Regions from separate parts of the Sus scrofa genome. Here region 2 is linked to region 1. A link is a contact called in public HiChIP or PLAC-seq data. All regions are on one chromosome and are shown on one strand. Each heading gives the region's core, a stretch centred on a gene start, on an enhancer-like site or on the middle of the called end of the contact. The rest is flanking DNA. Distances are from core to core; before and after follow the strand shown.

Evidence for each region. HiChIP or PLAC-seq counts read pairs in DNA pulled down with a chosen protein or histone mark.
Region 2: an H3K27ac HiChIP or PLAC-seq map of skeletal muscle shows a contact between it and region 1. The contact joins two enhancer-like sites. A contact is called at or near these places in 7 of 47 Hi-C or Micro-C datasets (fetal heart ventricle, liver, psoas muscle and 2 more) and 2 of 2 datasets of contacts at active chromatin or transcription factors (alveolar macrophages and skeletal muscle).

The regions. Positions count from the first base shown.
Region 1 is chr6:150,962,030-150,968,378 of Sscrofa11.1, reverse strand. The region is part of intron 4 of NFIA (nuclear factor 1 A-type); the gene reads left to right. Among named protein-coding and RNA genes, the nearest start is that of NFIA, 260 kb to the left of the region's middle. Within about 2 kb of position 3,323, at least 45 of the 83 cell types and tissues checked have an H3K27ac peak or open chromatin away from gene starts, as enhancers often do. A contact at or near this core is called in liver, retroperitoneal adipose tissue and skeletal muscle, where this site is marked.
Region 2 is chr6:151,116,698-151,123,046 of Sscrofa11.1, reverse strand. The region is part of intron 2 of NFIA (nuclear factor 1 A-type); the gene reads left to right. Among named protein-coding and RNA genes, the nearest start is that of NFIA, 110 kb to the left of the region's middle. Within about 2 kb of position 3,571, at least 56 of the 83 cell types and tissues checked have an H3K27ac peak or open chromatin away from gene starts, as enhancers often do. A contact at or near this core is called in liver, retroperitoneal adipose tissue and skeletal muscle, where this site is marked.

The sequences.
Region 1 (6,349 bases), core at 2,074-4,573:
TTCATACCCTCCACTCACTGCATTACACTCTTGCAAGCCTGATCGAGTAAGCAAGTCAATCTCATGACAAGATATCAGGTCAAGCAAACTGAGCCATCCTGATCACACAGGCTCAGGTTCTGTCTGTTCTTATGTCTTAAGAATCCAGAAAGGAAGATGCAAGGTTGGGGCAGGAGATCTGGAAGTAGAGGGAGAGAGAGTCTATCTACCAGGCACTGTACTAGGTGTTTGTGTATATTATGTAACATTAATCCTTGCAATAAACTTGCCAGATAAGAAATTGCTCTCATTTTTCCAAATGTGCTAAATTGAGGGTCAGGTCATTTACCTGAAGTCAAACCAGCAGGGAAGAATTTAAGCTAAGTCTGTGTAATGCTCATCTGTACTCTTAGACTGGCCCAAGGGAACTTAAAGAAATCTACAACTCAAGACTAGATGGAAAACAGCAGGAAGGCAGCTCTGAGTGTTAGAATTCTAGAGTCAGGGACCCTGGGCTAATGCTAGAAGTTCTGGGATAGGGGAGTTGCAGCTCTAGAGAATGAGGCATTATGAGCAGCAGGCTATGACTTGGAACCAAGATGCTGTTGCCATATTATGGCGTGTACACAGAGTACCAACCAGTGAGCTAGAGATGAGAGTACCTGGTTAACTGGGAGGATATGTGCTGTGCCAAGCAGAGCTGATTAGCCAGCCCTTTGCCATGGACAAATACAGACGCATTTGTATGTGTATTTTTCACCTTTAAGATTTTTTAAAAAGTAGTCATGGAGTTCCCGTCATGGCTCAGCTGTAACAAGCCCAACTAGTATCCATGAAGATGCAGGTTCGATCCCTGGCCTCGCTCAGCGGGTTAAAGGATCCATCGTTGCTGTGAGCTGTGGTGTAGGTCGCAGAAGAGGCTGGGATCTAGCGTTGCTGTGCCCACGGCATAGACTGGTGGCTACAGCTCCAGTTCGACCCCTAGCCTGAGAACTTCCATATGCCCTAAAAAGACAAAAAAATTTTAAAAGTGATCGTCATCCCATGTATTCCCCGTAATTTTAATAATAGTAGTAATTGGGAGTGTATAGATGAGTCTGCCTGTCCTAATGGCATTATTGGGACATAGGTTCATTCATAAAGCCCTTCCTGGGATCTGATCATAGCCTTAAAGAGTGAAAAGAAGATTGATGCACAAGACCTTTTTGATTCTTCCCTGGCTGCTGTAATGCCTACATTTAGTCTTTGTCACCATCAGTGTCCTGAGGTCTGGGAGTTTGTATGCGACGGCCCACACTGCTCAGAACATCCCCAGAAGCATACCCCACCTCCACTCTCTCTGTGTCCCTTTAAGGTCTTAAAGCCCAAGGCCTAGCAGTTCCCAACTTGACTAGGCTTCTGTTCAGTCCACCATAGCATGGTTGCCAAGGGATTTCTCCACCTGCCTTCAAGATTGCCTGGGGGTGGGGCCAGACCACATACTGAATCTGCAGCGGGCCCTGGTCTGTTTCCTGGCCCGTTTAGAGAGCTGTGTTGCTGATGCCTGGCATCGTGAGCGTCCTTCGGCTCTTGAATGCTTTTCGATTCTGCACACTGCTGTGTAATCGCTCTAGGACGCACTCACACATGGCCTCGTGCTGACTGAAACTGTTTGGCAAGAGTGGGACTGGGCTGTGTCAGCTAAACCATGGCTTCAGGCCAAACTGCCATCCAGAGCCCCCTCCCTCCTGCAGATCTTTAATCCAGGGTTGTTGGGGTCTGTGTCTCAAGATCGCCTTGGCCACCCAGGGCAGGATCCCCCAGCTCGTGTTTCCTCACCCTCACATCTTTCTGAAAGACGTAAGCTCAGGCCACATGATGGAGTCAAAATCCTTAACCTCCTTTGCAGTGCTGCTCCCTTCCCCACAGCAGAAGAGCTAAGCATCCATTTCAGAGGTGTAGTGGACACTTTTTCCAGATAAGTGAGCTGGGTGCCTTCTGCAGCCTTGGGATAGAAATAAGCTAAGTGGCCTCTCAGTTGATTAAGTGCGTGATGTGAGCCCTGGTAGGAGCATGATGCAACATTAATATGAAAAATGACCGTAGCCAGCGTTTATCAAGCTTTACCAAGTACCAGGCATTGTGCTAGGCACCTTGTAAACATGACCTCGCTCAGTCTTCTGGACTGCTGTCATTGTCCCTTTTTATAGATAAAGGACATGGTGATGCACAAAGTTGAGAAATTTGCGCTTTTCACTTTGCAATACTCAGCTAGCTCACTGCAGAGGGTTTTGTCATGACCTCTCCTATAACTAAGTGCATTATAGAACTAAGTCCAAAGTTTCTGCCTTTTTATTAAATTAGCATTTCTTGTTAGAGTTGATAAACCTTCTGATTATTAATTTGTGTAGTAAAAAAAGTAAAATGATTTTCAGATAAACCAAAACAAGCAAAATACTTAATTACAACAGTTTTTCCTGAATTTGTTTTCAGGTTTGATTTTTTTTTTAATGAATAGGCTTTTTTTTTTTTTTTTTAAGGGAAGTTTAGGTTTATAGTTAGAGGTTAACAGAAAGTACAGAATTTCAATATAGCCACTGCTCCTCAGTTTCCCCTATTACTAACATGTTTTGTTAGTGTGGTATGTTTATTACAATGGATGAGCTGATATTGATACATTATTATTACCTAAAGTCTGTAGTTTTCGTTAGGGGTCATTCTTTGTGCTGTATAATCTCTGGGTTTTGAAGAATGGATCTAATGATTGCAGTACCATGCGGAATAGTCTCATTTCCTTAAAAACCACCTGTCTTCCCGCTAGCCATCTTCCCACCCTCCCAACCCATGATCTTTCTCTAATTTAGCCTCTTACCGGGATGTTTCTAAGGGTCTCAATGTCATAGAGTTTCTTCCACTTCGTCACAGATTTCTCCTTAACTTCCTCTTAACCTATGCCAGTTCCACCCACTTCCCCCCAGTCACACCGACCTGACCACATACACGGCCCGGAAATTTCACACTAAAGGTGGCCTTAGCTTGAAAATCCTCCCTCTTTCTGGATCTTTCCAATTCAGTTTTTAAATTTGCGAATGTAAATATTGACTTTCCCCAGGTTTCCAGTTAGTTTCTGTTTTTAGTTTTCCTCCTTTTAACTTTAATAGAGGAGGGAGATGCTATTTCGGTATTTCCTCATGAGGATTTACTGAAATAACTATGTGCTAAGTTTGTTGTTTATAATCGTGTTACTAAAGGGTGGCAGTGGCAGAGAAACTCAAGAGAAAGCTGCCGGCTTAGCCTCACACGTTGAGACGTGAGGGTCAAGCGACAAGGTGGCCTGACATTAAATGATCCTGCTCGGATGCGCGGGGGCTGTGGGAAATCAGGGGCTCCTGCTGCCGGCTCCCACCACTTGTTCCCCTCTCACCCTTGCCTCCTGCCTAGCCACCTTTTAATTTTTTGCATCATCCAGAGTCGATGAAAGGCAAGAAAGGAGAGTTCTGTTTCACTTAGCAGCAAAGAGAATACTGTACAGCATAAAAGCAAACATATTCATTCTCCTCCTACCTTTTCCCGCATGTGCTAGGACCATCTGAAAATAGTTCTGGTTATTTATCACTTTGTGCCGGGGGAGGCAGGGCGAAATGCAGACCACGAGACACCGCGCCAGAGAGAAAGAGAGACGTCTCTGCTCTGGGGGAGGGGGTTTACAAGTGCTAACAATGAAGTTCAGAATCGCTAAAGTTGTTTTAGCATAATACTCTGGGGAAAGAGACAGGAACCATCTGTTGAAATGGCTCTTACATGATGCTGCATTTTCAAACAAAGCCTTCTAGAAGCATTTTCAGATGGGTCTCTTTCCTATGAAGTTGCTGCAAAGAGAGCCCACTCTACTGGCTGCTACATGACGCCGCTTAGCTAGCTCTCTGTCAGCCCCCACGCTTGTTTATTTTGTACCAGTGTTTTCCTCGGAGTGTGTGCTTTGAGGCTGTCAAATATCCTTCCTGGGAGAAACCCAGAAAATCCTTCTGAAAAAAATCCAGTACTTCTGCCCATTTCCTTCTAAAGTGCTGACTCTTTGACTTGAAGTTGGTGGAGTGACTCCGAAACCTTAAATACTTCACTGGGAAAGAGGAAAACCGCAAATACACACAGGCCATTGTGACTCTGGCCTGGCGGGTTCTAATTTTCTGGCAGTGGTTTGTACCCCCAAGTCGGCTGCAAGGGTTAAGTAAACTTCGTGGCTGGGGATGACTTCATGGCCCTGGAATTTTGAAAAGCCAGGGTTCTCAGTACGCTGTGGCCAGCCTTAGAGTCTTTGGGTGTGAAAAGCACTCTCAGTTACCCAGACTGATTTTGGGTTCCTGTTGCAGTGCTGCAGAATCTATTAAAATCCAGCAGCTGAATTGTCCTGGCTCTGCCACAAAGCTAAGCTGCTGGGTGGCTACAGGATTCCCGAGCTGTTTGTCAATGGAGAGTGGGAGTGAATGGAGCCAGGCGTATGCCTCAGCCTGGCATGAGGTGGCACCCTAGTGGCTGTTTTCTGCCTTAGAAACGTGCGCTCTGTGTTCTCACACGGGAATCCCAAGATCTCAATCGTAGTTCATTTTTAAAGTTTTCTTTTAAGGCTCTAGGTCCTTTGCGTGTCTTTGGGGACACATTTCCACACCCTAGGGTTTTCTGGCCACCAGTTTAGCAGGGGCTGTTGGCAATATTCTAACCTGCCTGGATGGAGCTTCTACAACAGTTAACTCGGCTCCAAGGTACAATAAGGAAATGAAGCCCTTTGACAGAACAAGCCCAAACTTGAAAATTACAAAATGTTCTTGCAAAGACGGACTCAAAGGAAATTGGTGTAGGATAAGAGATTCTGGATGTCCCAGTCCTTTGGGATGCCATTTAAAGATGTGCAGGATTTTAGGTCTTTGCTAAAGTAGAGCAGATTTGAAACTTTCTTTTCTAAACAAGTGGCCCATTGGTTCACCTCTGATCATGGCCTGGAAATTATTTTTTAAACTAAGGCTGTATTCTTATGCAACCTCTTCTTTCTAAAAGAAACCACTTGGGCTTGAGCATTAAAGGAAGAAACAAAAAGATTATAATAAAAAATAGACTGCAGCCCTAGCATGAACAGTGGCTGTGACCTTGCCTTTTGTTTGCCATTACACAATTCAATGGCAGTCCACTCCAACTATGCTCTCGATCAATATCCTATTAAAGCAGCACAAAAAGTCTCCATAAACTTAGTGGTTAGCTATGTTTATAAATGGAACTCGGCATAATTAGATGGTCAATAGCAGGCTCTACTAGTAATTTTAAAATGAGCATCACACATTTTCTATCTGTAGAAGTCAATGGCACCTATTCCAGAGTAAGGCTTTGGTGTGAAGCAGACAAAAGAGTAGGAATCTCTTTTAAAAATCATAATGCCGATCTCTAAAATGCAGTTTTTCCAGAAAATCTGTTAGTTTATGGAATAGAAAATACTGACGGGCCCTATATATTTTTTCATTTTGCCTAAGCCACCTTATTCTAAATATATGATGACATTGCAAGTGTTTTTATTTTCTAGTTTTAATCAACCCCTCATAGATAAAATAATAAATATTGCCATACTCGTAGGAAGAAAAATATCAGTCTGGCCAGCTTAATTTAGTGGGTTTCCTCTACTATAATTCAATAAATTTTCAAAATAAATACTGAAATTGAATTAGTTCAGAAGGATGTTTTGTTATATAATTTTCTTCTTTTAATTTTCTTTGACATATTTGGGGTGAATATTTGGACAGCAAAGCTGGCAACAAATAGAATGAACTGGCAGTGATAGAAATTTTTGTCAAATGACTCCCTTCTGAATCCCAGCTCACAGTATGTGTGGCCAAACATGGGTTTTTTTTTTTTTTTTCTTTTTTATTTGTCCTACTCTCCTCACCCACTAGAGAAAGAATCACATAAAGTAAAAGGTGTCCCTCCCTTTCCTACGAATTGAAATGTGCATATATACCGTGTTTGGCGTATGTCCTGGCAGTGGTATGACCACCGTGTCGGCTAAAATTAGAGCCACAGTAAGCACAAGCTTCACATTAGCAGACCCATCAGTCAGTGCTAAATGCATGAAGTCCCATCCTTTATTTTTTTAATTTATAGTTGGTTTGCAGTATGTCAATTTCTGCTGTACAGCAAAGTGACTCAGTTTCATATATATATATAATATGTAATATATATATATACACACACACACACACATATATACACTTTTTAATCGTCTTTTCCATCATGGTCTTTCCCAGGAGATTGGATATAGTTCCCTGTGCTGTACAGTAGGACCCTGTTGTCTCGCCAATCTAAATGTAATTGTTTGCATCTACTCACCCCAAACCCCTTTCTGTTGTAC
Region 2 (6,349 bases), core at 2,322-4,821, 150 kb before region 1:
CAGCACTGGTGAATAGGACTTTATTACCAAAAGAGGGAATAGTAGCTTTTAGTTGTGGCTTAGCTGGAAAGTGTTATTGATGATCAGAATGGCTCAGCCGAGGTCTTGGGATTCTCAGAGGGGGCTCAGATTGTGCTTCCTTTTCAGAAAGTTCTTCAGGCCCATCCTCTATAAACAGAGGGTGTGGTAACAAGGACTTAACTTCTGTCCTGGCTGTAGATAAGCCTGGTTGACAACTTGGGGAAGGCCGTTATTGGGCTGCTAAGAACCAGTGCTTGAATTCCGGGGCTGGAAGTCTCACGAGAAAATGTCCACTCGCTATACGATGCCCCATAAATTACAGCCTTACGGGATAGCGTAGGACTTAGAGTCCTGATTTCTCTCTCTCATCTTCAACCCAGTGGAAATTAGAGTGGATGAGAGGATTGGACGGTTCTGTTGAATGACTGATCGAGCACATTAGGGCTACAGTTTTTTGTTTTAAAAGATTTTGACCCCTGGAAAAAATATGGAGCCGGCGGCAGTGAAATGGTTAACATGTCTGCCTCCCTTACAGGTTTCCCCAGATATGCTTACTTGGTGTACAATGGATAATTGTTAGCTCTTGTTGTGCAGATGCTGTTGCAGATGGAGTCCTGTACCTGCATGCATAGCAAATGAATTAGACTGGCAATCCCCTTTATAAAGCATAAATATGTAATTTGTTCAGCTGTTGTAATTAAATATGTATGTGTGAAACAGCCACCATTCAGGTCATTAATGATGCGCCATGCCAAATTAGAGCTTACAGACAGTAATGTACATTGCTGTGCAAGGAGGGAATTGCAAATAACATAGCTAAGCCTTTCCTAGTAAAGTGATGCATTCAGCAGCTTTAAGAGGAATATTTACATTTGTAACATTATTTTTATTTAGAAGGTACTTTTTTGTTCAGTGTGAAAGTCTATAAGATGGAATTACTTTTATCACCAGTTCAGTTTTATTAATGTTTTAACATTTTATCGTACTAATGCCAGAGACTTTATTAAACATGCTGTCTGGTGATAAGTCTTAAGTATCTACTTATATACAAAACAGCAGTTACCCCTATTTTTCTATGTGGAATTGATGTATCATAGCACCTTGGAATGTCTTGATTATTTCATTGCATTAAAAAAAACCCTTCATAATATTTCAGCTCTATTCCCAACTGGTAGATAAAGAAATCCCTCTGACAGTAAACAGTATTTTTATTTCCATAGAAATTGAGCTGAGAAAAATGCAGTTATCAAAATATAAACAAATAAAAGTGGTAAATTTGCCTCTTGTGCTTTAATTCCCAATGAATTACTTGTGAATCCAAGGAATTTCCTAAGAAAAGTGTCATCCATGGGTCAGAATGGTTGTTTTTAAAATTTTAAGACTCAAAGTTTGTGAAGTTAATGCACTTGGGAAAATTATTGTTCTGTCCTTTTTCTCCCTGGTTACACGTGATGGTCTTTAAAATACTTGTAGCTGGCATGTAAATATATTGGAACTATTTTTATTTTAAATTCTTTCTGCATTTGTATTTTGGTTGCCTACAGACAATCTATTTTTAACATGCATCTTGTTTTGACGGTTGGTACTGAGACTGTAAGAGCTAACCATCTTGACCTTTCTGTCCACCAGGGCAGCAGGAGGAAGCCTCTCAGAGTTAATTCTGTCTTGTTCACAGCTGGGAACAGAACATTCCTCTGTGATCCACTTGCCCATGATTCCCTGCGATCTCTTGGAAGTCAGACCTGACACTCTAAGTCCTGGGCTTCTGAGGTTGAACACAGATCAACCTTACTGACACATTTGGTTAAGGATTAGATTAGACAAGGCGTATATAGTCGTTAAAGTTGCACCAACACTTGAAATGGAATTATTTTGTACATATCTTAGTTTTGCAGCAAATTCGTATTTAGAAGTTTCTTTTTCTTTTTTTCTTTTTTGGTCTTTTTGCCATTTCTTGGGCCGCTCCCGCGGCATATGGAGGTTCCCAGACTAGGGGTCGAATCAGAGCTGTAGCCACCGGCCTACACCAGAGCCACAGCAACGCGGGACCCGAGCCGCGTCTGCGACCTACACCACAGTTCACGGCAACACCGGATCGTTAACCCACTGAGCAAGGGCAGGGATCGAACCCGCAACCTCATGGTTCTTAGTCAGATTCGTTAACCACTGCGCCACGATGGGAACTCCTAGAAGTTTCTTTAAGCCTGAGATCAGTCAAGATTCAGGACCTTGAAGAATGTTCAAAGCTAGAACGCTAAAATTGTGCCTGGATGTAAAATCTTTCTTTTTAACCAATGGCAAATGTTTCAATTAAGGAAATTTATAGTTTATTTGAAATAGTTGAAATTATAATAGCTTGGCTTGCTTTACCTAAATTATTGTTCCATAATATCAAAAATTTTACATAAAAGCAGCTCTCATCTTCATATTCTTCGATTTTTCTGGCCCACTTTCTCTGTGAGTTTTCAGTTCAACGAAACAGAAACATTTCAGTTGCAGCATTGAGGAAGAATTCGATTCATGGATTATTGTTTATGAAAAAGAAATGTTACATGGATGACAGTGGTTTAAAAATATGATGACTTATCTTGGTTGTAGTCAAACTTCCCTGAACACTGAAAACTGAAAACCATGGAAAGACACTGCCCTGCTAGGTACTTGCTTAGCATAAATCATGAATGCATAACTTTTCTGAAGAGATTTTCTTCAAGATGCTTTTCCCATTCAGTTCCTTTATCCTAATTAGAGGCCTTAAACTTCTGATGGGCAGCTGCTTTCTTACCTGTTTCAGAACTATAGCACCGATAAAATAGCATAATGTAGGTTTTGGTTTTTGGAGAAAGAATTTGAAGGATGCAGGGCTTTATTTAAAAAATCTTACTGCAGCTATCTATCAGAGGTCTCCTAGTTTCTTTTCTTGCAGGCATTTCAGAGGTGCTTAAATTCATCAGATGCTGGTGATTGAGGAATGTAATGATGGACTAGATAGGGAAGAGACTTGGGCAGCGTGCCGGAGTCGCTGGGCCTGAGAAATGCCCCTGGTTTGGCGAGGCGGGATGGTGTGAAAAGGTCACGGGCCCTACTGAGGTGGCTTCAAGGAGCAGACACTTGTTTTGCAGCGGTGGGAGCAGGTATATGGGTGGTCTGGCTCGCTCGGGCCCCTCTCTCTGGCGGAACACGTGCGAAACCATCAGCATGTCTGTGGGTCTCGTGTGGCGTGAGTGGCGAGGCTGTGCATTAAAGACCAGAACCATTACCCAAAGGGTGGGAACACCCCAGCGGCCAGTGGCCCGTGGCCAGGTGCTGTAGGAGGACACCGCAGGCAGGCCTGGCCAATCCGAGGCGATCTTTTGCTGGCAGTTGCTCCTTTGGCCACCGCTGCAGTAAACACTTTCCCTTGGATGTTGGTTTTCTGTTGTGTCTGGCAGCCACACAGGGCTGCTTGAACTTTCGCCAGAGGCAAATATTTATACATCAGAGTGTGCAGTGTTCAACTGGTCAGGCCTGAGCGGGAGAGCGAGGGACCTCCGTGCCTCTTCGCCAGGGAGGATGTGTCCTGCCCCCGCCCTCCCCTGCCCCCCGGCGGCTCGGCCAAGTGGGACCATCCTGGAGGTCCCTGGAGCCCGGGCTGCCCGTGCGTCCTTCCCAAACGCTTCCAGGCGCAACCTGGGGATGTGCTTTCTGAAGGGAGGGCGTCCTGACATTCCTGCCTGCGCCTCTAATTCCCCTTGGAAAGTTTACAGTTAATATTTTCCCTGGAACATTGTCAAGCTTTTGACAGAGCCTGAGTGTATGCCGAACTGTGAAATCGAGCCGGGAGAAGCAAGTTGTGAGAAATCTGTTTCTACTCAAATCCGTAAGGTTTTGTGAACAACAAAAACAAAAACAGAAAACTTCAGGGGGGAACGTGGGGAGTGGGGCCGGCCGGCCTCTCGTGGTGCGGACTCGGCCGCCATTTTAAGAAGCCGGCGCTGGGCGACGTCGGGCTCCTTACATGGCGGCTGTATTTACTCGGCCGCAGCCAATCACGCCGGCCGAGCCCGGCACGTGACGCGCCACGAGGGCACGCTCAGCCATTTCCTCGCTGCTGAAAAACTTGCTACCTCCACAGAGCACTTTACCTTGTTTTGCATGCCAAATGTTCCTGCAGAATGTGTCTAGCAGACTGGCATTTGTCCATAAAGTTATTTTAGTAGGTAAAAAGTCTCTGAGCACTTGAGCTTTGTGCATTCTTTATGTAAAATGGATTTCCCTTCTTGGCCAGAGGCCAAGGGTACAGCACACTCGCTGGGTGAGAAGAGAGCTTCTCTGCTGAGAAACTGGTGGACCGACACACTCTAATTTTTTGGCTTCTGACCAAACAAGCTCGATGGATGCCAAAATTCAACAAAATAACACATTATTGTGTGATAGGAGCCGTGCTCGAAGAGAGCAGGAACTCAGAGGAACTTCATGCTGCCCCCGCCCCCCCTTCAGAGCATTGTCACGTTGGGGAGCTTTCTTTGGGAAACGAGAGGAAAATGGCAAAATACAACCTAGAGAGTAAGGTATAATTTGCACATAAACACGAAGGAAGGAGCTGAAAGAAAACAGAGGAGTTTAAAATTGCTTTTATGAACTTGTCCCAGACATAACACAGAGGTCTGTGACTTGACTTGACTTGCATTCTTTTAACCCTGTAGGCTCCATTTATATGTCTCAGCCGAATGGTGGGCTACTTAATATTCAAATGAGAATTAACCTGAGATTTAAGCACTTTAGAAAGACGTCAATCGAAGGATAGCTGCATATTTCAAATATGGAGTCTTGGCAGGCTTATTAGGAACAGCAGACAAGTTGGTACCTCGGCATGTCTTCTATGCTTTTGCCCCCTGATGTCCGACGTTGAGTGACGTCAGCTTTGAATTACCTGTGTGGTGTTAGCAAGTCAGGTAAGCTCTCTGTAGGATGGAGACTGTTAAGGAAGATGGTTAAGATCCTTCTGAGCTCTAAGGACCTGAAGCTGAATTTGAGTAAACAACAGGCGTGGCGATACAACTCACCTTCAGTTTTTGTATGAAAATTTATCAATCCAAAGAGGGAAAAGGGAGTATCTCTAGTTTAAGCCACCGTCATCCTCCCTCAGACCTCTTCTGGAATCCTGAGTGTTCCAGCTTCTTCCATTCTTGCTCCTTCACACACCAGCCAGAATGGTCTTTAAAGAATTAAATTAGGTTTGTTTGTTTATTTATTTATTATCCCTTGTTTAACAACCTCTCATGAGTTCCCATGGATTTAGAATAAAATCCATCCTTGTTGCCATGGCCTACAGACACAGCATGGTCCCCTCGCCTACCTCCTTTTATACCGTCGACTCCTTGGATGCCTCACTGGCCTCCTTTTGATTTTTGGAAACTACCAACCTTTTTGCTCCTCTTTGCTTAGAATGCATTTTTTCTCCAGCTCTTCTGGTGGGTGGCTTGTTCTCACCTTTCAGCTCTCAATTCAAATGCTATCTCAGTAGAGGAGCATTGTATCTAAAATCAGCCTTCATACTGATATTTTTCATATAGCACTTTTAGCAGTCCAGAATGGTCTTGATTTATTTGATTATTCATTTTAGACCTGTTTTCAGTCCCACAATGATAGGAGTCATATTTATCATTACTTATATGCAGAAAACTTTTATTATAACATGCCTCATTAAATTAATGCTTTCAGCTCTCTATGGATAGTCCGTGTGGGACACATTGGTTCAGAGAGGACAAAGCTGTGGACCCTCAGTGGGTCTACTCTACACCTGTCTCCTCATCTAGGAAGAAGAGTTTAAAACAGTTCCCTAGGAGTTCCCATCGTGGCTCAGCCGTTAGGAACCCGACTAGTATCCTTATGGCCTAGCTCAGTGATCCAGTGTTGCACTGAGGTGTGGTGTGGATTGCAGATGTGGCTGGGATCCCACATCGCTGTGGCTGTGATGTAGGCTGGCAGCTGTAGCTCCTATTCGACCCCTAGCCTGGGAACTTCCATATGCTGTGGGTGGCACCCTAAAAAGACAAAAAAAAAACCAACAAAAAACAAACCCCAAACCAAAATTAGTTCTTTCATTATAGGATTATTGTAAAGATTAAATGCGATTAAATGTAAAACTCATCACAAAAATATTAACTATTGCTGCTATTGTTAACTATTGCTGCTGTGGTCAATAACATGCTAGTAGTCAGTTAATACTGTTGTGACAGGCTCAGTACTGACAGCGGGAGTGCACTTGTGCTAAGAAACAGCCCTCTCCATTCAGTTGTTCAGTCCGTGGAGGAGACATCTGTGTCAGTTACCTGCTGCAGGTGAATTG